7 separate regions of the Sus scrofa genome follow, and regions 1, 2, 3, 4, 6 and 7 are each linked to region 5. A link is a contact called in public HiChIP or PLAC-seq and promoter capture Hi-C data. All regions are on one chromosome and are shown on one strand. Each heading gives the region's core, a stretch centred on a gene start, on an enhancer-like site or on the middle of the called end of the contact. The rest is flanking DNA. Distances are from core to core; before and after follow the strand shown. Region 1 has its middle 26 kb from the start of TOMM20. Region 2 has its middle 190 kb from the start of TOMM20. Region 3 has its middle 130 kb from the start of TOMM20. Region 4 overlaps LOC110256735 (a long non-coding RNA gene). Region 5 has its middle 46 kb from the start of TARBP1. Region 6 has its middle 180 kb from the start of IRF2BP2. Region 7 has its middle 200 kb from the start of IRF2BP2.

Region 1 (2,993 bases), core at 279-2,778, 480 kb after region 5:
AGTTCCTCCCAAGGTGTGATCACACAGGACCTGACACCTGACACCTGAATAACCTTGGGTTATTCCACTTGAGCTGCACAGAGGGCAAGGTTTCCACCCATTTTATTTAGCTCTGGAGGGAGGTACCTGCAGGCTTTTGACTTGGATTTAAGGAATTATTTCCCCTTTTCAAATCCAAAAGTCATAAAGCTGTACTCCTAGGACCAGAGGCACAGTGTCTGAGATGCTCCTGGCTTTGGCATCAAAGGCCTTTTGCTAAAACTGCTGAGCTGAGAGCTGCCTGCCCCTCAACAACACCTGGCTTTGCGGGGTGGCCCTTGGTCTCTCGAAGCCTCGTGGAGGGGGCGCTGAACCTGCTTCGCTGCTGCAATGCGCCTTTGCACAGCCCTGGGAGATAAGCTGCAATCTGAGCTGCAGGCCCTCGCCAGCAGTCCCCAGCCACAGGTCACTTTGCATCCACAACACTATGAACATTCTGCTGATGCTCACAGCATGTTTTCTCTAACTTTTCAAATATTTTTAGGGCCATGGGAGTTCCCATTGTGGCACAACGGAAATGAATCCAACTAGGAACCATGAGCTTGTGGGTTCGATCCCTGGCCTCGCTCAGTGGATTAAGGATCTGGTGTTGTCGTGAGCTGTGGTGTAGGTCGCAGACTCGGCTCAGGTCCTGAGTTGCTGAGGCTGTGATGTAGGCCAGCAGCCGTAGCTCCGATTCGACCCCTAGCCTGGACAAACCTCCATATGCCGAGGGTACAGCCCTAAAAACTAAAAAGAAAAAAATCTTTTTAGTGCTGCACTCACGGCATATGGAGGTTCCCAGGCTAGGGGTGGAATCAGAGCTGTAGCCACCAGCCTACACCACAGCCACAGCCACGCCAGATCCAGGCCACATCTGTGACCTACACTGCAGTTCACGGCCGTGCTGGATCCTGAATCCACCAAGCCAGGCCAGGGATAGAAACCGCATCCTTATGGATATTAGTCAGGTTCTTAATCTGCTGAGCCACAACAGGAGCTCCCCATGTTTGTTTTTGGCACAGTGATTATACAGAATTAGGAGGTTATGGAGTTAAAAAAACCCTCTGCTTCATTTTCTTCTTTGCCTTTAGTGTAAAAGATCCATGTGTTGCTTTGAAGCACTCTGAAGATCAGCTTGGAATCATGCCTCTTCTTCAACAAGTCAGCAGTCCTTCCAACTATTTCTCTGAATTACGTTCTCTCATTTGGGATGTTCCCATATACAATTTTAATTTATGTGAACCTGAAACAAGACATGACAAAATGTCATCCCAGTACATTTTCCAGGATGAACATTTTTTCCCCCAAATGTCCTAGCATTTTCGTTTTGCTATTAGTGATCGCTATACGTTACAGAATCACATTTCCGTGCAAGGGGACACCAGGGCCTGGAGGCTCCAGGGAGGTGTGTTCCAGGTCTCAGGCTAGCTCGTGGCACCCAGGGACAGGGCGCTGGCCGGGCATTCGAGCCGCCGCCGCCAGAGGGCGCCAGAGCTCGCCTTGGCTTCGGCTCTCAAGTGCTGGCATTCTTCCCCGGCTGCCGCCGGACCAGCACAGCTCAGCCCTGGAACATCGTTCAGCACCACGCAGCCCTCTGCTCAGAATGCGTCCTATCACGTGTCCAATGCGCACCCACCCCCACCCCACCCCCTGCCCGGCATGGAATTAGAGGAGACGGTGGTCCTCTCCGTCTACCCTCTGAGTTGCTAAGGCTGGCGTCCTCTCCTCGGTAGGTGAACGGTGAGCGTCAGAATCATGCGCACTTGGCCAATGGCCATGCAGAACTCGATAGGTGTTGGGAGAAAGCAAGAAGATGTTTTTGTAAAAGTACTACTGACCACGTGCTTTGCTGATATATTTGAAGGTACCACTGGACGCATACTTTGCTGCTATTTGCCTGGTCCAGTGCCCACTAACTAAGCTGCCTTGAGCCCTATGCATCGGAGACCCAACTGCCCTGTGGACCAGCTGGCGGCGTTAAATCATCTTCAGAGGAGGCATGCGTATAGACGTAGCTCATCTGCCACTGCTTTTGTTCCCTGGTGACACCACCGCAGCACGAAAATGACCAGCAGCTGTCTGAAATGGCAGTTTGTGGTTGACAGATCTATCCTTGAAAAACTCGTGCGCCTCCGGGGTAGCAAGTCAGCGCAGTCGCTCTGTGTATCTATAATTGAACCAACCCAGACCCCTGCGACAGCTGGTTGGGAGAGATGCTCTTTCTGGACTTGAGAGTTTATTCTTTTAACTGCAGGGTATCTGTCAAATGCTTTTCAGCATGGACTAAACTAAAAAAAAAAAAAAAAAAATTTTAATGATAAACTATTTTAAACAAGTCAGAGTTAAGTGTTATTTATGATAGGATTCTTCTCAGCATAGAGCTAGCTTTGATATTGCCTGGAATCATTTTTATCACATATCCTAAGTCACTCTGAGGAAGAAGTTAATTTATGTTTGCTTTCGGAGGTGATAGTTAAGAGAAAAGAGTAAAGTATAAGTGAGATGTAACCTTTGCTATCAAAAGCATTGCATGTGGGCTAATACCTAGGAACCTATGTCTTTTTTTTTAGATGGGGCAGTCTGACAGGTTTTACTAATAACATCCTTTTCTGTCAAACTCCATAAATTTGTGTGTGTGTGGAACCTATGTCTTTTTTTTAATGTCTGCACCCACAAGCATATGGAATTCCCGGGCCAGGGATTGAATCCAAGCTTCAGCTGAGACCTGCATTGTTGATTGTTGGGCAACAGCAATGCTGGATCCTTTTGTTGTTGTTGTTGCTTTTTAGGGCTGCCCCTGTGGCACTTGGGGGCTCCCAGGCTAGGGGTCTAATTCGAGTGGCAGCCGCCGACCTACGCCACAGCCACAGCAATGGGGGAATCCAAGCTGGGATCTACACCACAGCTCACAGCAACACCAGAGCCTTAACCCACTGAGCAAGGCCAGGGATCGAACCCAAATCCTCAAGGAT
Region 2 (2,991 bases), core at 52-2,551, 320 kb after region 5:
AGGTCCGTGACACGACATCGAGAGCTCAAAATAGGCCAGTTGCATGTTGCCCGGTTTTAGAAGAAAACTGATGATAGAGAAGAATACTCCTTCCTGGAAGAGGAATTCTTCAATTTCTCTTAAATGCCTCCAGATTCCTCCTAGCTTCCTATTTCCCTGGTTCACTAAAATCTATCTGCTGGCCACACCTACCGCTCTGATTCTGAGAAACCTCGAGAAGCTTCTCCACAGTGAAAAGATTGCTTTTCCCCAACACAGCGAAAACCCTGGAAATGGTGCAGGCAGCACTTCAGGAAGACACAGTGACAGACCCTGGAAACATTTGACTCCCATCGAAGGAAGCAATTGCAGATTCAGGATACACACCAGACTCTTCCACAGCTGCATCAACAAGCACCATCGGGGAAAAAGTCAAAACAGCCCAGAAGGCTCTGGCTGCGGATCCCAGGTACCTACATCAGCCAAGCCCTGGAAGGAAGCCACTTCCAATGTTCGTGTTAAAACAATGCTGCAATATTTTTTGGTTTCCACTGAATAATAGCTGTCAACAACTCAGGAAGGCTGTGGTTTGTTCCAGGTCTTTCTTCTTTGCAAATGTTCTTTTCTAAACATGATATTGCTCTTTTCAGCAAGGCCAAAATAAAGGCACGCACAATTACTCCAAAGGGGTAAATATTTCCGCGTTATGTTCAAGCCTTTGTTCTGTTTCTACATCTGAGAGGTCAAAGGTCCTGTATGGAGCAGACACAGTCCTTAAGTGCATGGTGGAAGGAGGGGCTTATAGGCTTCTATGATCTTCTAGAAGCCTCCATGGGTCTTTACAAAAGTCTTGGGTGGAGTTCCCATTGTGGCTCAGGGGTAATGAACCCAACTAGTATCCATGAGGCCTCCAGGTGATCCCTGGCCTCACTCAGTGGGTTAAGGATCCGGCGTTGTCGTGAGCTGTGGTGTAGGTCGCAGACATGGCTCGGATCCCATGTTGCTGTGGCTCTGGTGTAGGCCGGTGGCTACAGCTCCGATTCCACCCCCAGCCTGGGAACCTCCATATGCTGCAGGTACAGCCCTAAAAAGACAAGAAAAATAAATAAATCAAAGGTTTGACAAGTTTATTGGGCTGTTCTGTTAATATTTAAGAGTCGCCCATTCCATTCTTTTTGCCTAATTCCCATCTCCGCGTTCAAAGCGCCTGATTTGCTGAGGGCCCTCAGGAATTACAAACAGCCCCCCTCGGCCAGGCCTGGGTCTGAGCCGTCAGCCTCGGCAGAGTCGCTCTGCACCAACGCCTTTCTGTTGCAGAGCCCGTGAAACTCTCTGGACATTGTCTCTCACGTCCTTTCATCTGGACAACACGCTCCACCCCAAAGTGACCTGACCTATGAGATCACAGTAAAAAGTCAAGAAGTAGTTCTTAGAACTCTTTGCTCAGCGGGCCAAAGCTCCCAGCGGTGTCAGTCAGTGATCCAGACAAACATGTCACAGAGGAAACGGCGGCCAGGCTCGGCGCCTTGAGTCAGCTCCTCGGCTGGCTGACAGGCTGGACGATGGTTCAAGGGTCCAGCTGTGGGCACATGTCCCTCACCTGGGGTCCAGAAGGACTGCCGTATGGAAATCACCATGGGGTATGTTGTGAGATACGGTGAAACCAGAAACCCAAACATTGCTGGAAGGATTTCTCCTTTCTAGTCGTGAAAACTTTTCATCTTTCATCCATTAACATTTTGGAACACTTACGTCAAAGTTCTTTTTCCATGAATGAGATATATTATCTTTCCAATGCTTTGCCCAGAGGCAAACCCCAAAATAACAACTTCAGCTCAGGGACCATGTGCCAGACATGGTGGATCTCTTGTCATCTCCCCAATAGCTCTGCAAGGACTCTTATCGCCACTGAAGATAAAAGGGAACTGAGGCTCAGGGAGGTTCCCTAAGTCACAGAGCTAATGAGTGGCAGAGCCAAAAGCAAAGCCAGATTGGCCTCACTCTGAAATCACGGTACCTTCAAAAAGAGAGGTGAAATGTCAAAGACTCACACTGATGCCAAGTTCATTTAAAACGCCAAGTACCTGGATATTTGCAAAATTCTGGGCAGTTGTTTGAAGTGTTTTGCTCTCAGAACAGAGGCCATTCCAGTCTCTAAACACTTCATGCTTCTTGTGGAGTGACTGGCACCCAGTAGGCCCTCAGGAAGGGCAGCTGCTCATAGACCTCAAAGTCAAGTGCCATGTGTTGCCTGGATGCGCCCTCCTTCAATAATTCTGTGAGCAGGCTGACAACAAACCACATGAAAGCAAGCTCACATTCTTTGGAAGACGGCTGGTCAGAACACGGCAACACCAAGGCATCAGGTTTCCCCACCATCACAGCCTCCATATGGTACTCAGAACGCTGTCTGGGCTCAGGCGCAGTGCTGGCCTGGCTGCCCTGGTGGCACGGTACGCGGAATTCATTCCTGGAGCATATCTGGTCATCAGGGAGCCCCTCTTCACCAGGCTCTGGCTGGATCTTCCACAAGATCCAAGATGAGAGAAGCTTTACTTGGCCTGGCAGGGAATAGAAAGGCTCAGGGTCCGTCTGCACTCTTCCGATGCCCAGGGAATGGAGAACAGCCCTCCTTGGGGTGGGAGGCGTGTGTGTGTGTGTGTGTGTGTGTGTGTGTGTGTGGTGTGTGTGTGTGTTTTGGGGATGAAAAGCAAGGCCCAGAAGCTTGATCTGTGGATCAAAGACCCTCATCTACACGAGGAGGAGGATGGCACTCCCCTGGCCCTTTCTCGCATCCCAACTCACAGGTGTCAGCCAAGCCTCGACGGTCCTTGAGAGTAATCTCTCCCAAATCACAAGCAAGCGTATCAAACAGGCCAAAGAAATGACCTTGAAACACAAGCGGTTCTGAAAGATACTCTAATTCAGAGGATCTCCAGCTCTACTGTGCATCAGAATTCCCTCGGGGAAGTGGGGGGCAGGGGGCTTGTGAGAACAGATCATGAGCCCCAC
Region 3 (3,074 bases), core at 397-2,896, 380 kb after region 5:
GAAACCCTCATCTTTTATGGATTTTCAAGCAATACAGTGATGGGCTCCGGGGGCTGTAGAGGCAGCTCCCACAGGCCGGGCCCCTCACTGCAGCCCCGGGAAGCAGAGATGAGGCAGCCAAGGGTCCCAGCCTTCGGTGTCCAGGGTTAGTGGGCCTAGTGCCTGTCCACTGAGGACAAGCGCCCCGTCTTTAGAAAACACTGCCTCCTCTGCACTAATCATGGCATCCAAATGCAAGCAGCCACCTGCTCAGAGCCCCCCCCCCCTCTGCGCACCGACACTGAGCCAGGGGTGGTCACCTGACCCCAGCCAAGGCCCTCAAGGCCTCTCTGGGACTTTTGAACTCTTGGTCCCTCTCTAGCGGTGAACCTGGTAGGCGTGATAAGCAGAAGCTGTCATCCTGTGCCTCCCCTGCAGGGCTGAGAAAGCTTATCAGTGGGATTGGAGTCGAGATTGGGTGGGAGATGATGCAGGGGGTCAGGTCCCGTGGCAGGCATTTTCAGAGCCCCTTTTTGGAAGCCCCAGGGGGTCTGAGTTGCATTTCTTCTGCATGTGACTGATAATAGAGTCCCCATGGGACTCACCAGGGGTTGGATTCTGGCCATTCAGCCTAAGCCAGACTGGCTGGCCTCTGCTTTGGCCATGGGAACAGGAGAGGGTGGAGGGGGAGAAAGAGACCCTTATCCAAGGTTGTTTAGGATGTGAAAATACAGAACCCCCGTGGCCACTTTGAGAGGACTTCAAAATCTTTATCAAGTCAATACTTTCAGGATTATATGCTCTCAGGCAGAGGGAATTATCTGGATCATCGAAGTGATCTTAGAAAAAGTGACAGCGTTTAGTCAGCACACTAAGGACAGGTCCTTGGGAAAATTGTGCACTGGGATAAATGGCCAGTTTTGACTCTTCTCCTAGAAGGGAGCTGCTGAGCTCCTGGCCCTCTCCTGTGTGTCTGTGGCTAGATGGACAGATGGACTCCAGGAGGCATAGTTCAACTGCCACCTCCATCAGTCGAACCCCCGCCAAGGCCGAGGCCCACAGAACCCAGCTGCTCCCCCAAACATGACTCCCAGATCCAAGGAGGCCGCTGAGAGGGGCACAGGCTCCCCACCTCCCTGGTCTCCCTGCGGAACCCACAGGACGGCCTCAGTCACAAGGAGGGAGGGAGGCAGAGTCCAGCCTAATCCCCTTACTCATCCAGAGGGTCGAAGGAGGGCCAGCAACCACAGGGGTCACAGCCTCCGTTTTGACTCCAAGTTCAAAGACTCTAGCTGAAGCAGTACAGGGCCCCCTGGCACCAGCCTACAAAACGGATCCAGCCCTGAGTCAGAGAGGAAGCCGACACTCACTGAATCACCCGTCCACTTCCTTCTGCCCAAAGCCGCCTCGGCCAAAACCAGCAGCCGCTTCCGAGGGGCAGCTCGGCGACCGACGCTCAGAAAAGCTGAGGCCCTGAAGGAGGGCCAGCAGGGCTGCACTCATGCGGCCCAAACCATCGAAACAGTGTCAAGGTGGCGCCCCCGCCCCCTGCATTTTCCAAAGCAAAGCTTCGCATCATGTGACAGCGTGTCCTGCACTGTCCTTGGCAGGGTTCTTTTTCACTTCCCTATTCGGAACACAGCCACACTTTCCAAATGCCATGAATCATCACCACCGAGCAACGGCCATTCAGCAAGACAGGAAACCACTGAGCGGCAGGCCGGCAAGGAACAGCCCTCTCTGGCCCCGGCTGGGCCTGAGGCCACAGCAGCAGCTGCCACTCCAGGCACCCCTTCCCCACTGTCATCCCCGGTGGCTGTCCTCTGCCCTCTGATCCACCCTTGCACCGGGTCCCAGATGGCAGTAGGGTTTCTGACTTGGTTCTAACAGCGCTCTCGTTGCATTGGCTAAAGCGAAGCTGTCATCTGCCAATCCTGGGAGGAGAGAAGTGGGCAGATCCAGCCAAGACCCAGGGAGCTGAGCTCAGGGGGACGCGGTGCAGAGCAGACCCACCAACAGAATATGGGGCATTGGCTCTCTGCCGGCAGGTGGCCTTGCAAGGATGGTTCACATGCCCTCCTTGTCATCCAGGCCTCTTTGTGACCAGAACCACGTGGCCTTGTAGATGCCTTTCAGAAAGTGCCTGAATCCAGTCACCAGTGAGTCGCTGAAAAAATATCAATGAAAGAGTCTCATCTGCAGCGAGTATCAGACTCTCCTGTGCTGAGTTCCTGGCTCCCCTGATAATATGTCTGCCTTCATGCCCGTCTTAGGTTTTCCTGGAGTAGGGGAACCTCATACAAATCATTGCGTTTGCCTCTATTTAATCATAGACAGTGCCATTCAAAAGGAAAGCAATCTAGGAGTTCCCTGGTGTCTCAGCAGGTTATGGATCCCTCATCATCATTGCTGTGGCACGGGTCACTGCTGTGGCAGGGATTCGATCCCTGGCCTGGAAATTTCCACATGCCATGGGCGCAGCCAAAGAAAAAAATGGCAACAGCTAGTGTTGGCCAGGGGGTGGGAAATAGGCGCACTTTCTCTACTGTTGGTGGACATGGAGTGTTACATGTTTCCTGGAGGCAGTTTGATCCTGTTAACGATAATTATTAATGAGTAACTTTGACTCCTTGGCTTCAAGACTAGGGATGTATGGTCAACTGAACAACCAGGAAAATGCACCAAAATGTAAGTATGAAGAAAGTCATCACAGTGTGAGAAAGAGAGAAGGCAGGGAAGGAAGAGGGGAGGGAGACAGGAAGGAAGGAAGAAAGAAATTGGAGTTCCCGTGTGGCTCAGCGGGTTAAGAACGCAACACAGTATCCACGAGGATACAGGTTCAATCCCTGGCCTTGTTCGGTAGGTTAAGGATCTGGTGTTGCCACGAGCTGCAACGTAGGTTGAAGATGTAGCTCAGCTCTCACCTTGCTCTGGCTGTGGTGTTGGCCTCAGCTGCAGCTTTGATTCAACCCCTAGCCGGCGAACCTCCATATGCCATGGGTGTGACCCTAAAAAGAAAATAAATAAATAAACGACAACCTGGATGTGATTGGGCCAGTACGTTTAATGAAAAACTCTGCAACCGTTGAAAATAA
Region 4 (3,467 bases), core at 507-3,006, 440 kb after region 5:
GGCCGGCCTCTCACCTCAATCGCGTTGGGGGTTTCCCCAAAGTTGCTTGGAGAACTTTTCATGTGACTCCTTTTAGCTGAAAGGCAGAAAAGTCTGGGGCCTTTTCCCATCAAGGAAATAGGGGTGGGGGTCAGTGGGCTGAATAAAGGCCCAACTGAGGTCAAGTCTAATTCCTGGAACTTGTAAATGTGACTTTATTGGCAAGAGTCTTTGCAGGTGGGATTAAGCACCTTATTTGGAAAAAGAGTCTCTTATTTGGAAACAGAGATGGGTTTAAACGAAGACACTTGAGATGGGGAGTTATCCTGGATTTCCAGAGCCCTACATGCAATTGCACATATGCCCACTAGAGGGAGGCAGAGGGAGGTTTAACCACACAAGGAGGCGACGTCAAATGTCACCAGAGGGGATGGGGCCACAACCCAAGAAATGCTGGCAGCCACCAGAAGCGGGAGAGGCAACAAGATGAATCCCTCTAGAGCCTGTAGAGTGAGCTCAGCCCTCCTGACACTGGATTTCCGCCCAGTAAACTGATTTCAGCCTCCTGTCCTCCAAGGTGTGGAAGGGTACATTCTTTTCCTTTCAAGCTGTCACGTCTGTGGTCATTTGTAACAGCATCCACAGGGAACTAATTCACCTGCAGCATTCTGCTTGGGGGGTGGGGCCAGGAGCAAGCTGGGGTTGGGGTCACCCTGCATCCCGGAGTTTGTCAGGCAGAGTGATGTGTGAAGGTCAGAGCCAGATGTGGACCTCATGGAAGGGAGCCAGGATGACCTCGTCCCTATTTCTCATCTCTGCCTGGAGGGGCAGAGACTCCCCGCAGCAAGAAGAGGAGGGAAAAGCTGCAAGTGACCACCCAGAAGAGGGACACCTCAGGAGAAAGGTCAGCTTCAACCGCAGCAGGGTCCCACCGCACCCACTCAAGTAAGAGCTATGCTCTGCCTTCCTCTCACCCTGAACCCCAGCTCCCCACTCGGGGAGGAGTGGGAGGGGCCATCGGAGTCCAGCAGAGAAGCCCCCTTTCCCACGGAGGCTTCCAGCCCTAAGCAAGCTAAGCTGGAGCTGGGGTGAAGAATGGGATGTCAAATTTGAGGGTTTTGACTAATATCTTGGCCTGGATATTCAAATTCCAAATTGAGACTGTTTTCCATTTAAAGCGACCTTAGGACAGACTATTTCCTAAGAGGAGCAAAAAAGGCAGCGCCTGCCAGCGTTTTCATCCCAGGCCAGGAAACATTCATCTCGCTGAATCCATTTTAAAGGGGCAGCAGAAAAAAAAAAAAAAAAAAAAAAAACCTGAAGCTGCATTCCCCTGAGACCACGAGCCCGGCTTATTCAACACACTAGTTGCAAACGCTGGTGAAAACATCTCGGTGAAACGGAGAGTCGCCGAGTTCCTGTGAAAGGAAAAAATGCAAATTTGTTTTCAGTATCACTTTTAAGCTTCCTGAGTGGAGTCTTTGGCCCGGACTGACTCGCATTGACGTCATTCCCGAGTTGGCCATATCGGAGCAGCTGTTCGCTTCCTCCCTCGGCCTCAGCCCCTGGTGCAGAAAACACGCTGGTTTTGTTTCATGGAAGATTAAAAACATTTGCTGCTGCGTCCATAATTCACAACCCCTGCTATCACTGGGACCGGGAAGACTGGACAAGAGATGCTAGGTCCCCTTCTCCAAACCCAGGAGAAACCGACAGAGGGCCAGACACAGGATTACGCATCCGCAGGCACCCAGCCCAGACTCCAGCCCCCACACCCTTTCCCTTTCTCTTGGAACAGGAGGCAATGGATCTAACCACCGTTCAACACATGGTCATGTGAACGAAGCTGCTTTGCCCTCACAGCTTCAAGGGAGACGGGACCAGGCTGCACAGCCCTGGATAAACGCCCCTTGCCTCTGGCCTCACAGCAAAGGCTCAGCAAAGCCAAGGTGAAAAGCAAGCTCCCCGGCTCCTCGAAAGATTGTTGCGGGGGTGGGGTGCGGGTGTTGATGGTGGCAATGCTGACTGACATACGGCCTGCCCTGAACCTGAGGTGGGGATCCTGACTCTGCCTGGGACCTTCTGGTTCCTTCCTTCCGATGCCCAGGAAGGGACTCTGGGCAGGCAAAGTCCAGCTGACACATCTCCTGCTGTGCGGTTGGTTCTTCTCCAGAAATCCCTGGAGTCGGATCATTTGTCAAAGCTGGTAGATAATTCCACATCTTTTTTTTTTTTTTTTTTTTTTTTTTGTCCTTTTAGAGCTGCACCTAGAGCATATGGAAGTTCCCAGGCTAGGGGTCAAATTAGAGCTGCAGCTGCCGGCCTACACCACAGCCACAGCAACACAGGATCTGAGCCACCTCTGCGACCTACACCACAGCTCATGGCAATGCCGGATCCTTAACCCACTGAGCAAGGCTACGGATTGAACTGGCATCCTCATGGATACTAGTTGTGTTCATTACCACTGAGCCGCAATGGGAATCTATAATTCCGCATCTTTTTTAAATTTGTTTTCCCTTTTTACAGCTGCACCTATGGCATATGGAAGTTCCTGGACCAGGGGTCGCATTGGAACTGCAGCTGCCAGCCTATGCCACAGCCATAACAGATCTGAGACGCATCTGTGACCTAAGCCACAGCTTGCAGCAATGATGGATCCCTAACCCACTGAGCAAGGTGATTGTTTGAACCCACATCCTTAAAGAGACAACATTTGGTCCTTAATCCACTGAGGCACAACAGGAACTCCAATAATTCCACATCTTTCCATCGCGCTGCTCAGACACATCCCTTAAGTTACTGTTGTTTGGAGCCTCCATGAAAATGCAACAGAAGCAAGTAGATTCTTTACCCCTTTCATTTGTTGAGAGTGACCTTCCCTAACTAAGCCAGTGAGTTGGGCAAAGAGAAAAGATGTGAGAGAAAGAAGACCGGGTGCTGGGGGAGCGCTGGAGTGCCCATCACACCTCCCTGTGCTGTTCCAGTGCCCTCAGCAGAGACCTCAAAGAACACGGGTGTGCCCCAGAGGTAACCCCAGCTCCACAGTCCCTCTGGATGCAGAGCCAGCAAAGACCTGAGTTTGAATCCTCTGCCTCCATCACTTGTTCTGGACTCAGCGGTGTCTGTCTGAGCACTGCACCAAGCTCCACTTAACGCTTGTGGTCCAGGTGCTGCCACCACCCCACTCCCCGCTCCCAGGGGTCTTCCCTGCCCCTCCCACCCTGAGGCTGTGTGAGACCCCTCATCTGAGGTCACCTCCCTCCCTAGTCACAGTTGGCTGCCGTGGAGTGTGGCATTTCCCAGTTGGCTGTGAGTCACAGGAGGGCGGGGGCTCTACCCTGTCTAAACCCAGCATCTGGGAGTTCCCGTTGTGGCTCAGTGGGTTAAGAACCTGACTAGTAACGGGGATTCGGGTTCAATCCCTGGCCACACTCAGTGGGTTAAGGATCCAGCATTGCCGTGAGCTGCAGCGTAGGTCACAGCGC
Region 5 (3,264 bases), core at 230-2,729:
GAAGGAGAGCAGGCAGCTATGCTGAGATAGGCTCAGGCCAGGGAGAGAGACCTATTCTCCTCCTAGGCCTGACACCAACTTGGCCACACCAGCAAACTCATTCAGCTTCTCTGGGCCTCGGATTTCTCATTCTTAAAACAAATGATGATCTTGGGTTTCACTAAGTCTCTAAAAATTCTTTTCAGTTCTAAAACCCAGGGATTCTACACCTCTCCCCTTCTGGGCAGCCCCAATTCCCTTCTCCTCCGGTGAACCAGCGGGGACCTTCTTCAGTGGGGATGATGGCGGGGCTCCCAGGAGGCCGGACACCAAGGGAACAGGAACGGCAGGACAGAAGGGGGATTGTTCCGTCAGCTGGCAGAGGAGGAAGCAGAGCTCTTAGCAGCCCCCGCCCAGAGGCAGAGCCCGGGGCAGCAGACTCTCAGTGCTCTTGGCGTATTTCCGCCGGAAAAAACCCGCGACCCCCCACCAGCTGGTGGTGAAAGGCGCCCCTCTGCATTGGGTCTGATGCTCAGGCAGGCAGAAGTGGCTTCCCCCCCAAATCCTCCCTCAAAGTCACTTGCGATTAATTTAATTTCATAACCTACCTCCCACCCTACCCCCCAACCCCACACCAAATGACTTCTCTCCAAATTTACGATGTTCGAACTATTGACGGAGATTAACTGCTATAGCAACTGCACAACAGTCTGGAAGGTTATTGTGCAGTGGGAAGTCACTCAACTTCAAGGAGCTATGTTTACTTTCGGAAAGAGAAGGAAGGGATGTTAGCTTTGGCTATGGGACTCTTCAAAGTAAAAGATTTCAAGATGAAAGTGGAGATCAAGTTACCAGAACAGCAAATAAAGACCTCGGGAAAATGAGGAAATAGCTATCACGTGGGTAACGGGTGACAAATCTTTCTTATCTGTGGCTGGGGGTAAGGAGGGAACAACACTCAAGGTCACTGCCCACGTGTTCTTCCGTCTCACCCGCAGACTTTCTCAGAGCAAGGTCAGAGGGCGAATCATACATGGGGGCAAATTCCAGCCGGGTCTTTCAACCAGCCACTGTGCCCTGTGAAATGTCACACTGGAACAGGATAATTGGATGGTTTGGAGAAGCTGCAGAGGGAATCAGGGCTTTTCCCAAAGAAGATAAAAGCAGAGAAGCAGCGCCCAGCCTGAAACCAGCTGCCCCGTTTGTTCAAAAAACAGGTCTTCTAACACCGAGAAGCAGAAATCGAAACCTCTTTAAATCCCCTAGAATGTTTCGAACAAAACACCTATTTCATGAAAGAAATTGCATTTTAAAAGATCACGCCAACAGAATGTCCCAGCTGCTTGGTCACCTAAGTGTTTTTGGAAAAGGAAAAGAGCTATTCAGCATTAAAGATTCAGGAATGTCTGTTGACATATTAAGGAAACAACCTCAGGGGACAGCTGACAAGGCTCCAAGAAGCATTACCAAGGGAACGGTGACGCAAACGTGTTCCGTTTTTACAGGCTGGCGCTCCGCCAGGCTCCCTCGCCTGACGGCTGATGTCATGCTAATCCCTATCTGGGTTAGCGTCGCTTGGATATCAACTCAAGCGGCACAGTCAGCTGCAATCAATAGCAGGCTCCTTTTATAGAAGATAGTAAAGGAAAAAATACGTATACACAGAAAGAGAACTCCGGATTCCAGTGTGCTCAAACCTATACATTGTGCCAAAAATGGGGAAGGAAAAGAAATGAAGGTCCAATACAAATCTGGCAGTTCCTGTTGTGGCTCGGTGGAACCGAATCTGACTAGCATCCATGAGGACACATGTTCGATCCCTGGCCTCGCTCAGTGGGTTAAGGATCCGGCATTGCCATGAGCTGTGGTGTAGGTTGCAGATGCGGCTCCGATCTGGGGTTGCTGTGGCTGTGGTGTAGGCCGGCAGCTACAGCTCAGATTAGACCCCTGGCCTGGGGACCTCCATGTGCTGCAAGTGCAGCCCCAAACAAACAAACAAAAAACAAATCTAAGCCACACCTGACATAGTCAGGGTCTTTTCTGTAGAGTAAGTCCTATTGTTGATGAAAGATACTACTATTTCATGATATTAGTTTTTTGTGTGTTTTTTTAGCATAACTAAGATGTGCCTAATTCCCAGTTGAGCTAAATGAGGATGGAAGAAAACAGAAGACATTAGGTGGGAATGTGAAAATAATGATTTTTTTCATTATTGAACAAATGGGCTGATTCCTTTTAAACCTATGCGTGAAATATTGCTTTTCAAAAATTTCTGTCTTCAAGACCACTGCTTTTCAATTATTTTAGAATAAATAAGGAGAAGAAGAATTATGCAAATTTTCATCAGGCTTGGATTGAATGCGTATGTCAAGTGTCCTCCGTAATGCGCTGTGGGGCCACTTTGCATTTTCTTCCTCAAGCATGGCAATTTTAACTGTCCAAGAGTGATAAAGAAGAACCCATTTTAAAAACTCACTTCAATTATGCATATTCTCTTTCTTTACTAGGTTATACTCCGAGGGAAGGGAACTCTGTCGTCTTTCAGAGCAGACCAACAACAAAAGCATTTTTGATTCCCAGATTTTCAGAGTATAAATAATAACGATCATAAAATTGGGTTGGGAGTGAGAGGGAAGGATGAACACCAGTGGAGATAGTGGCGTTATTTTTTGTTTGAGTTTATTTTAAAGCTTTGTTGAAGTAGAGTGGATTTACAAGTTTGTGATCATTTCTGCTGTACAGCAAAGTGATTCAGTGATACATGTACACCCCTCCATTCTCTTTCAGATACTTTCCCCACATAGACGATCACAGTGTATTGGTTAGAGTTCTCTGTGCTATACAGCAGGTCCTCGTTGGCCAATCATTCCATATACCACAGGGTGCCTATGCCAATCCCAAATCCCCAGTCCACCCCTTCCTCCCCTCCCCTGTCTGCTTTGATAACCACTGTTCGTTGCAGCACTAGCCACAATCGCCAAGACATGGAAGCAACCTAAATGTCCAGTGACAGAGGAATGGATAAAGAAGATGTGGTGCATATATGCACTGGGATCTTCCTCAGCCATAGAAAGAATGAAGTAATGCATTTCAGCAACAAGGCTGAACCTAGAGATTATCATGCTAAGTGAAGTTAGTCAGACCATGCAAGACAAACATCATATGATATTGTTTATAGGTGGAACCTTAAGGAAGGATACCAATGAACTTATTTGCAGAACAGAAACAGACTCACGGGCTTTGAAAAACTTGCAGTAAGCAGAATTACTTTTAATAATAACGAGA
Region 6 (3,425 bases), core at 533-3,032, 260 kb after region 5:
AAGCACGGAAGGAACCGTCCCCAGTGGAACAGGCAAGAGCGTAGCAGTCCAACCCCAATACAATGCGAACTAATGTGCTGCATCTTTCAGTAGCCGCATTAAAGGAAGTGGACAGAAAGGTAACATTCTTCTTAATAGCATATTTTACTTAATCCACTCTTCCTTAAATATGAGCATTTCAACATGTGTGATACTTCCCGTTCTTTTTTTTTAACAAAGTCCTCGAAATCCAGTGTGACTTACCCCCACCCAGCATGTCTCAGTTTGAAGCAGTCCCATTTTCACCACTCCTGAGCCACATGCCCGGGTGGCTACCATATATGGCTGCACAAATCTAGGGGTGGGTGTGTGTGTAGAAGGAATCGTAACTTCTGCTCTGACTCTCTGAGTCCAAAAGACAAGTCAGACCTGCTTAAAGGGGGAGGGCGGGGGATGAAGAGGGAGAGAGGGTCATCCAGCATCTTGGTGAGGCCAGCGCGGCATGCCAGGCACTAAGTGCATGAAGGAGAGGCACCAGCTCCTCTCCCGCATCCCCAAGGGTGTCTGCGCAAACAGTGTCAAGACGACACAGAGCACCGAGGAAGGTTTGCTAAATGTTGCCAAGCACCTGGACACCAGATCACAAGGGCGACCCAGAAAACAGGCAAGTGCACCTGTGGTGGAGCGCTTGGCATCGAGCCCGGGACGGAGGTCACCCCAGGTCACGGCTGGAGGCGGGGAGCCAGGCAGCAAGGCTGCCTAATGTGGAAATGTTTGGATCGGAGCAGGGCAGGCGCTGCGGGCAGCGGGGAGGAGGCCAGGGCGGCGGGGTCCAGAGCGCAGCGCTGACAGTAACCAGGCGCGCAGAGGACCATGTGGTCCACAGCGCCAGCGCTGGCCAAAACCCGGGCTGCCTCTTTCCTAATAAGTCTGGCAGCGCCTGCGTCCTCTCAGCAGACCAGACTCTCCCTTGCTGCCGGGTCTTATTTAAGAAGAAGGAGCGGGGTGCCACCAGGGAGAAAAGCAAGCCAAACCCAGCAAGGATGGAGGGGAGCCCTCCTTTCTCCCGGCCTCCCCACTCCACAGCAGATCAGCTTTGCAAATGAACGAAGGGGTTGCTTTCTCCACGAGGACTGACTCTCTAGCCCTGGGGCACACATCGCATCCCAGATGGTGAGCCACAGGTCTCCAGCCCTTCCCTCTGGGGTGAGGAGGGGGCCCCCTAAAGCATCCCGCCCCATCCCTTCCCCTCCTCCTCCAGCTCCTTCCAGGAAAGAAAGGCACCGCCCACCTAACTTCAGAAGAAGGTTCCCCCCTTCCAGCCTCTGGGTCTGGCTGGGGCTGCACACTTGCTAGTTGTCTGCCGGCCCCACACAAGGGAGGGCAGGATTACAACACGTGTGTGTTTGGGTCAGGAGCACTTTTGAACTATGGCTCCGAGAAAGAACAGCCTGTACAGCCATTGAGTCTCCCAGCAACAAAGAATGTACAACAGAGAATGATTAGCCCTCACTGGCAAAACAATTTTTTTTTTTTTTAAAAAAGAGGTGCCGCTTGGTCTCTTTATAGGGTCCTGGAGTTAGGGTGTCTGGACTGAAGAGTGCTCTCCCTGCCTGGCTGGGAGAACCAGCGTCACTCGCTCCTCAGGGGTTTATGACCTTGGCTTACTAATAAGCCCTTGTAACACGATTACAGTCGGGGTTTTGCAAGCTTCGGGACCCAGGTGTGGTTGAAGGTCAGCTGCCTCGGGACAGGGGGCTCTCCTGCCGTTGGGAAAAGGTTACAAAGAATGATTTTCCTGCTCGAGGGCTTGTAGATGATTAACAGGTTTCTTTCTGTTAACCAGAGAGTTAATCGTTAGTCAAAGCACACTTTGATAATGGGGGCGGAGGGGAGAAAATGAATACGTCAACCATTAATCGAGGGACATGCCATAAAAGTTAGGATGGAAAACACACCGTTTGGGAGAGGAATTCATGCACTGGCCTGCTGGAGAAGAAGGAGGTAAAGGATCAAGTGAGGCCATGAAGTTCATGCATACTTAGAGCAGGGAGTTTTTTTTTTTTTTAAATCCTTTTCCTTGTTACATTGCTTGGAGGAAGCAGGGTAGGGATAACGAAATAACAAACACGGGAACATTACAAATAAAGCCAGTTTTATTGGCTTTTTGCTCCAGCCTCCCACAGTTGAGCCTGTCCTCTGTATGATTCTTTCCTTGGGCATTTTGCGGGGAGGAGAGGAGCCCAGGGACTCACGATCAGAAAAGCCAAGGGGGTCCAAGGAACTCAGGCTGAGAGGCATGAGGCCACACCAGCCCCTCCCCCGGGGTCACCCTGGCCAGTGCCCCCGTCCCTGACCCCAGTCGTCCTGCTGGGGCCCAGGGTGGCCTTGCTGGGCAGAGAGGTTGCCTGTTCGCTGCCCTGGAAAAAAGCAGCATTAGCCTCAGTTTCTTATGGCCTGATTGTGACACCAGGTCCTGGTGCCCAGGAGAGCTTTCCCCCAAGGCCCAGCCCAGGAAACAAGAGGATGCAGGGGGCAAAATTCCTGTTTTGCGCAGACAACTCCCAGATACACCACCTCCACCACTAGAAACATTTCTGGGTGCAGGACACAAGCATGTGTATTTTTTTTTTTTTCTTTTTGCTTCTCAGGACCACACCCTTGGCATATAGAGGTTCCCAGGCTCTCCCAGGCTAGGGTCGAATCAGAACTACAACTGCCGGCCTACGCCACAGCCATAGCAATGCAGAATCTGAGCTGCATCTGCAACCTACACCACAACTCCTGGCAACGCTGGATCCTTAAACAGGAATCGAACCCACAACCTCATGGTTCCTAGTCAGATTTGTTAACCACTGAGCCACAGTGGGAACTCCAACATGTGTATTTTTTTTTTTTTAAGGCTAATTCTCTCGAGTAGCCAGGGATGAATTGCCGCCACCAAGAAAACTAGCTGGGGAAACGTGAGCTGGGGGGCAGAACGCTCTGGGAAAGGTGCGCTCAGACTTGGTGGCCCAAGAGGATGACGGCAAAGATGAAGAGTGTGCGATAAACATGGATGGTCAAGAGGTTATGGACAACGTTGGAGCAATGCTGTGGGGGCCACACTAGAGAGACCCTCCTGCTCCCTGACACTTAGAAAGACCCAGGAGACAGTATAGATGCCTTTGGACCTGTTGTGGTCTGTGCACACGGGTCACAAAATAATTTCTGGACTCGTATCGGGGTGAAAAGAAAGAAGAGTTTATTGAGCATGGCGAGGGGAGAGAAAGTAGAGTTTATTGAGATAAGAGATGCTGCAAGCAAAGCAGGCTGACTTGCTGATGATCGGGGAGAACCAATCCTTGAACGTGTGGTCATGTCTGTTTTAATAGCCCAGGGAGAGGAGATGTCTCAGGATATATCTGCTGACCTGCTGATTGGTTGGGGAAAGAGGGGAGTCTTAG
Region 7 (3,512 bases), core at 487-2,986, 280 kb after region 5:
GGAAACTTGACCCAGTCCTCCTCCTGACTTCAGGTCTTTCTCTAACCCCACTGAGGACTCCCAATGCATGAAAGATCTCAAATATAGCAAGGGACACAAAAGATGGCGCTCTTTGGCAGGTGTCTGATTGGCTCCAGAGGAAAGATGCTAAACAGCCCGGCTCAGAGTTCACGTCAATGAGGGGGAGGAGGGCAGGGCAGGGACATCCGCAGGGCCTGGGTTTCTGGCAGGCAGCTGGGCTTTGGGAACAGTGGGGCTCTCTACTCAAAGCCCTGGGAAACGTGCAGCCTATGGAAGCAGCAGGCTTTCTGCAGAGCCAAGGTGCTGGCCCACCTGTGAGCTTCTGACCTCACTGTGCCGCCACCCATGGAGGGATGCTGTGTGGAGTCTCCAGGGAGCGGCAGCCTCCTAAGCACTATAAAAATGTCAGCAGACATGAACTGATTAATATCACGCACTGGGATGGACTTTTCCAAAAAAAAAGATTATAAAGCAGTTGAGCTATTGTAGAGCTGAGGGCATTAGGAAAAGTTGACTGTCTTACCCTGGGCCCAGTCAAGTGGTGAATCAGTCAGGGACAAGGCTGAGGTTTTTGTTTCTGTAAAGCCTGTTTCCTTCGATTAAAAAAGTTATGGATGCACCAGGCACAAAAGGACCCATGTGGCATGATTCCACTTGTAGGGGTAACTCGAGGAGTCCAGCTCAGAGAGACAGAAAGCAGCATGGTGGTTGCCAGGATGAGAAGGGAGAGCTGGTGTCTCATGGGGACAGAGTTTCAGTTTGGGAAGATGACAAAGTTCTAGAAATGGATGGTGATGGTAGTTGCACAATAACGTGAATGAAAACGTCCCTGAAAAATGGCTAAAACGGTTGTTATGTTATGTCTCCTTTATCACCATAATAATAATAATAATAATAAAAGCTATGGAACTATTCGTTGTGAATCTCTGCTTAGATTATTTGAAGAGTAATTTGGTCTCATTTAGCCTTTTCTGTGCATGCACAGGAATGCAGGATCCAAGCTGCATCTGTGACCTACACAAAACGCTGGATACTTAACCCACTGAGTGAGGCGAAGATCAAACCCACAACCTCATGGATACGAGTCAACCTGCTGAGGAACAAAGGGAACTCCCTGGCCTCTTTTCAAGGCATTAGACTTTGAGATTCCCAAGGGCAGGGACCATTTATAATTTGCCTTTTTAGACCAAAAGCACTAGTACAAAGCCTTACATAGCATAATGCTGGATAAATACTATTTGAATGGAAAAAAATGAATGAACGAATAGGCCCAGAATTCCCTCATTGGCAAAGGCCATGCCACTGAACCATCTTTTTTTCTAAAAAACACATTCACAGAATAGTAACAACAAAACCACTGAGCATCATTAAGTGTTTTGCCTTCAGAGCAAATAAGGTTTTCAAACCAAAAAGCAACAATAAAAAAATTAACTGTACTTCGATAAATGTTTCTAAAAATAGTAAAAGCAAAACACGCAACAACAACAACAAAAGTTAAGTGCATATATCTATTCATATTGAAAGTTTCCTGCCTAAATTCCCCAGACACCCCCCCTCACTTTAATAGGAAGTAAGAGTGATGAATGAATGAACAAATGAATGAATTTCCTTCCTGGTCCGCAGGGCTATATTTTTCCTGTCTGGCTATCAGAACAGTCCATGCAGTGAGCCTTGCAGGTCCCTGGAGAGGTTCAGGAACCAACTAGAGTCCTTCCAGCTCAGACATCCCTTTCCTGGGTAGCGCCCTTCTCCAGGCTGAGACAGGAAATGATCTCCAGCTGCCCTCCCTGCTGACTCAGCCGCAAAGCCTTTTACAGTAATCTGACTTCACTTCTCTGGAGCTTCTTTGGGCAAAGACTTTCTCATTTTCTGTAAAGCAGATCATTAAGGGGCAGAAAATTCAATGACAAAAGGAAGGAAGCACAGAGAGAAATCCTTGCATTTTTTGAAGCTAGAGCACAAGCGTGGCCCAGGGATGTGAAATGCCTTTCTCCCTCTGTTTTCCCTTCAGTGCTGAGCAACCCTCCCAGCGTCCTCAAATTCCCAAGATCTGTTTAAACATCTCACATGTTCCTTCTAAATAAATCCAGCCATTTGTGCACGCCAGTCATTTTTAGCAAAGAGTACATTAGCTGTTTTCTTTTGCAGAACAAAATCAAAGTCTCATCTAACTAACAGCCATATATAAAAAGGAGGAGTACTTTCTGATCAGCACAACAGAACTGCCATGAATTTAGTCAGGGCTCCTGGCCTCCTCCAAAAGATGTTTCTAACATCGAAAGAGATCTCAAAATATGTAATCCATAGTGAGAAGGCTTTTTCTGAGCTCAGAAATGCAGAATGACAGGAACTATCATTTGTAGCAATATCATAAAGGAGAATCTGAAAAACCTCCGGCCACAAAATACCTAGATATGCCTACAAAAATAACAAACACAGTTTTAATAGCACAGCTGAGATCAGCAAAGGAAATCCCTGAGACCAGAGCAGGCTGAACAGCAGGGCAGGTGCTGACACTTTGGCTGTCTGGGCACTTGGAGCTCTGGCAGGGAAAAAAAGTCACCTTGAGTTTCATAACCACAGGCCACACTTCACACAGGTTTGAATTTAAATGTATTCACCTGCATGGTCTAGAAATCAATTAAGTAACATAAAAAGAGTTCTAATCTCATAATATCATAGGGGAAGTTGCTAAAGAAATTGAAAAACTTCTCTATAGAAACAGATCCTCAACCTCGGCCACACAAGATCCTGAGAGTGAGCATTTTTTAAAATTAGGAGCTCACAGTCAAAAACTATAAAATGCTTTAAAATGCTTTAGGAGACAAGAGCAAGAGTCCACACAGAACCAAAGTAACACACACAATAGGCGACATGGATATTGAACCACAGGCTCCCCAAGAACATCAGATAATGAAACTATCAAGAAAAAAAAATATGGTCAAGATAATTAAAATGCAAAAGGAGAAGTCAAAATTATGAATAATACTATCAGACTCTTTTTCAAAGACCAAATATATTTGAAAAAAAGACTAAATATAAGTCTAGAAATGAAATGTGTATCATTAAAAGAAAAAGCTCAGCCAGTGGGTTTAAAGATCAGATGAGACAGCTGAAGAGAGAATTGGAGATCCAGAAAATTATTTGGAAGGAGATTACCTAGAGTGCAGCACCCAAAGATAAAGTGGTTTTAAAAATGAAAAGAAGACATGAAAAGTTCTAGCATCTACCACACTGGACCTCCAGAGAGAAAAAAAACAGGGCAAGAGGTAATATTTTAAAAGGTAGTGGCTGGGAATTTTCTAAAATGGGATGAAAATCAGATCCAGGAAGCAAAATTAGGTCAAAACAAGATACATAAAAATAGATACATTGTAAGAAAAAACTGCCAAAGGCAAAATAAATCAGTGGGGAAAATAGTTTGACAACAGAAACAAGAGTTAACCTGACAGGAGACTTTCGGGGGGGGCTGTACCCACGGCATGGGGAAG

Evidence for each region. Promoter capture Hi-C pulls out the DNA fragments that hold promoters and counts their contacts. HiChIP or PLAC-seq counts read pairs in DNA pulled down with a chosen protein or histone mark.
Region 1: an H3K27ac HiChIP or PLAC-seq map of skeletal muscle shows a contact between it and region 5. The contact joins two enhancer-like sites. A contact is called at or near these places in 2 of 2 datasets of contacts at active chromatin or transcription factors (alveolar macrophages and skeletal muscle).
Region 2: a contact with region 5 is called in an H3K27ac HiChIP or PLAC-seq map of skeletal muscle. The contact joins two enhancer-like sites. A contact is called at or near these places in 3 of 47 Hi-C or Micro-C datasets (alveolar macrophages, embryonic fibroblasts and skeletal muscle) and 2 of 2 datasets of contacts at active chromatin or transcription factors (alveolar macrophages and skeletal muscle).
Region 3: an H3K27ac HiChIP or PLAC-seq map of skeletal muscle shows a contact between it and region 5. The contact joins two enhancer-like sites. A contact is called at or near these places in 1 of 5 promoter capture datasets (liver), 13 of 47 Hi-C or Micro-C datasets (alveolar macrophages, blood, embryonic fibroblasts and 7 more) and 2 of 2 datasets of contacts at active chromatin or transcription factors (alveolar macrophages and skeletal muscle).
Region 4: an H3K27ac HiChIP or PLAC-seq map of skeletal muscle shows a contact between it and region 5. The contact joins two enhancer-like sites. A contact is called at or near these places in 3 of 47 Hi-C or Micro-C datasets (embryonic fibroblasts and liver) and 2 of 2 datasets of contacts at active chromatin or transcription factors (alveolar macrophages and skeletal muscle).
Region 6: a contact with region 5 is called in a promoter capture Hi-C map of liver, with 4 times the contacts expected there. The contact joins two enhancer-like sites. A contact is called at or near these places in 1 of 5 promoter capture datasets (liver), 7 of 47 Hi-C or Micro-C datasets (fetal liver, liver, mesenteric adipose tissue and 1 more) and 2 of 2 datasets of contacts at active chromatin or transcription factors (alveolar macrophages and skeletal muscle).
Region 7: a contact with region 5 is called in an H3K27ac HiChIP or PLAC-seq map of skeletal muscle. The contact joins two enhancer-like sites. A contact is called at or near these places in 1 of 47 Hi-C or Micro-C datasets (retroperitoneal adipose tissue) and 2 of 2 datasets of contacts at active chromatin or transcription factors (alveolar macrophages and skeletal muscle).

The regions. Positions count from the first base shown.
Region 1 is chr14:56,137,901-56,140,893 of Sscrofa11.1, reverse strand. No RefSeq gene overlaps it. Among named protein-coding and RNA genes, the nearest start is that of TOMM20, 26 kb to the right of the region's middle. Within about 2 kb of position 1,528, at least 13 of the 83 cell types and tissues checked have an H3K27ac peak or open chromatin away from gene starts, as enhancers often do. A contact at or near this core is called in skeletal muscle, where this site is marked.
Region 2 is chr14:56,305,886-56,308,876 of Sscrofa11.1, reverse strand. No RefSeq gene overlaps it. Among named protein-coding and RNA genes, the nearest start is that of TOMM20, 190 kb to the right of the region's middle. Within about 2 kb of position 1,301, at least 22 of the 83 cell types and tissues checked have an H3K27ac peak or open chromatin away from gene starts, as enhancers often do. A contact at or near this core is called in alveolar macrophages and skeletal muscle, where this site is marked.
Region 3 is chr14:56,239,318-56,242,391 of Sscrofa11.1, reverse strand. No RefSeq gene overlaps it. Among named protein-coding and RNA genes, the nearest start is that of TOMM20, 130 kb to the right of the region's middle. Within about 2 kb of position 1,646, at least 55 of the 83 cell types and tissues checked have an H3K27ac peak or open chromatin away from gene starts, as enhancers often do. A contact at or near this core is called in alveolar macrophages, liver, mesenteric adipose tissue and 4 more, where this site is marked.
Region 4 is chr14:56,184,905-56,188,371 of Sscrofa11.1, reverse strand. It overlaps LOC110256735 (a long non-coding RNA gene), which reads right to left. Exons shown (of 4, transcript XR_002338651.1): 2 at 1,297-1,397. Among named protein-coding and RNA genes, the nearest start is that of TOMM20, 74 kb to the right of the region's middle. Within about 2 kb of position 1,756, at least 37 of the 83 cell types and tissues checked have an H3K27ac peak or open chromatin away from gene starts, as enhancers often do. A contact at or near this core is called in liver and skeletal muscle, where this site is marked.
Region 5 is chr14:56,621,721-56,624,984 of Sscrofa11.1, reverse strand. No RefSeq gene overlaps it. Among named protein-coding and RNA genes, the nearest start is that of TARBP1, 46 kb to the left of the region's middle. Within about 2 kb of position 1,479, at least 70 of the 83 cell types and tissues checked have an H3K27ac peak or open chromatin away from gene starts, as enhancers often do. A contact at or near this core is called in alveolar macrophages, fetal liver, liver and 5 more, where this site is marked.
Region 6 is chr14:56,362,663-56,366,087 of Sscrofa11.1, reverse strand. No RefSeq gene overlaps it. Among named protein-coding and RNA genes, the nearest start is that of IRF2BP2, 180 kb to the left of the region's middle. Within about 2 kb of position 1,782, at least 60 of the 83 cell types and tissues checked have an H3K27ac peak or open chromatin away from gene starts, as enhancers often do. A contact at or near this core is called in alveolar macrophages, fetal liver, liver and 3 more, where this site is marked.
Region 7 is chr14:56,339,310-56,342,821 of Sscrofa11.1, reverse strand. No RefSeq gene overlaps it. Among named protein-coding and RNA genes, the nearest start is that of IRF2BP2, 200 kb to the left of the region's middle. Within about 2 kb of position 1,736, at least 28 of the 83 cell types and tissues checked have an H3K27ac peak or open chromatin away from gene starts, as enhancers often do. A contact at or near this core is called in alveolar macrophages, retroperitoneal adipose tissue and skeletal muscle, where this site is marked.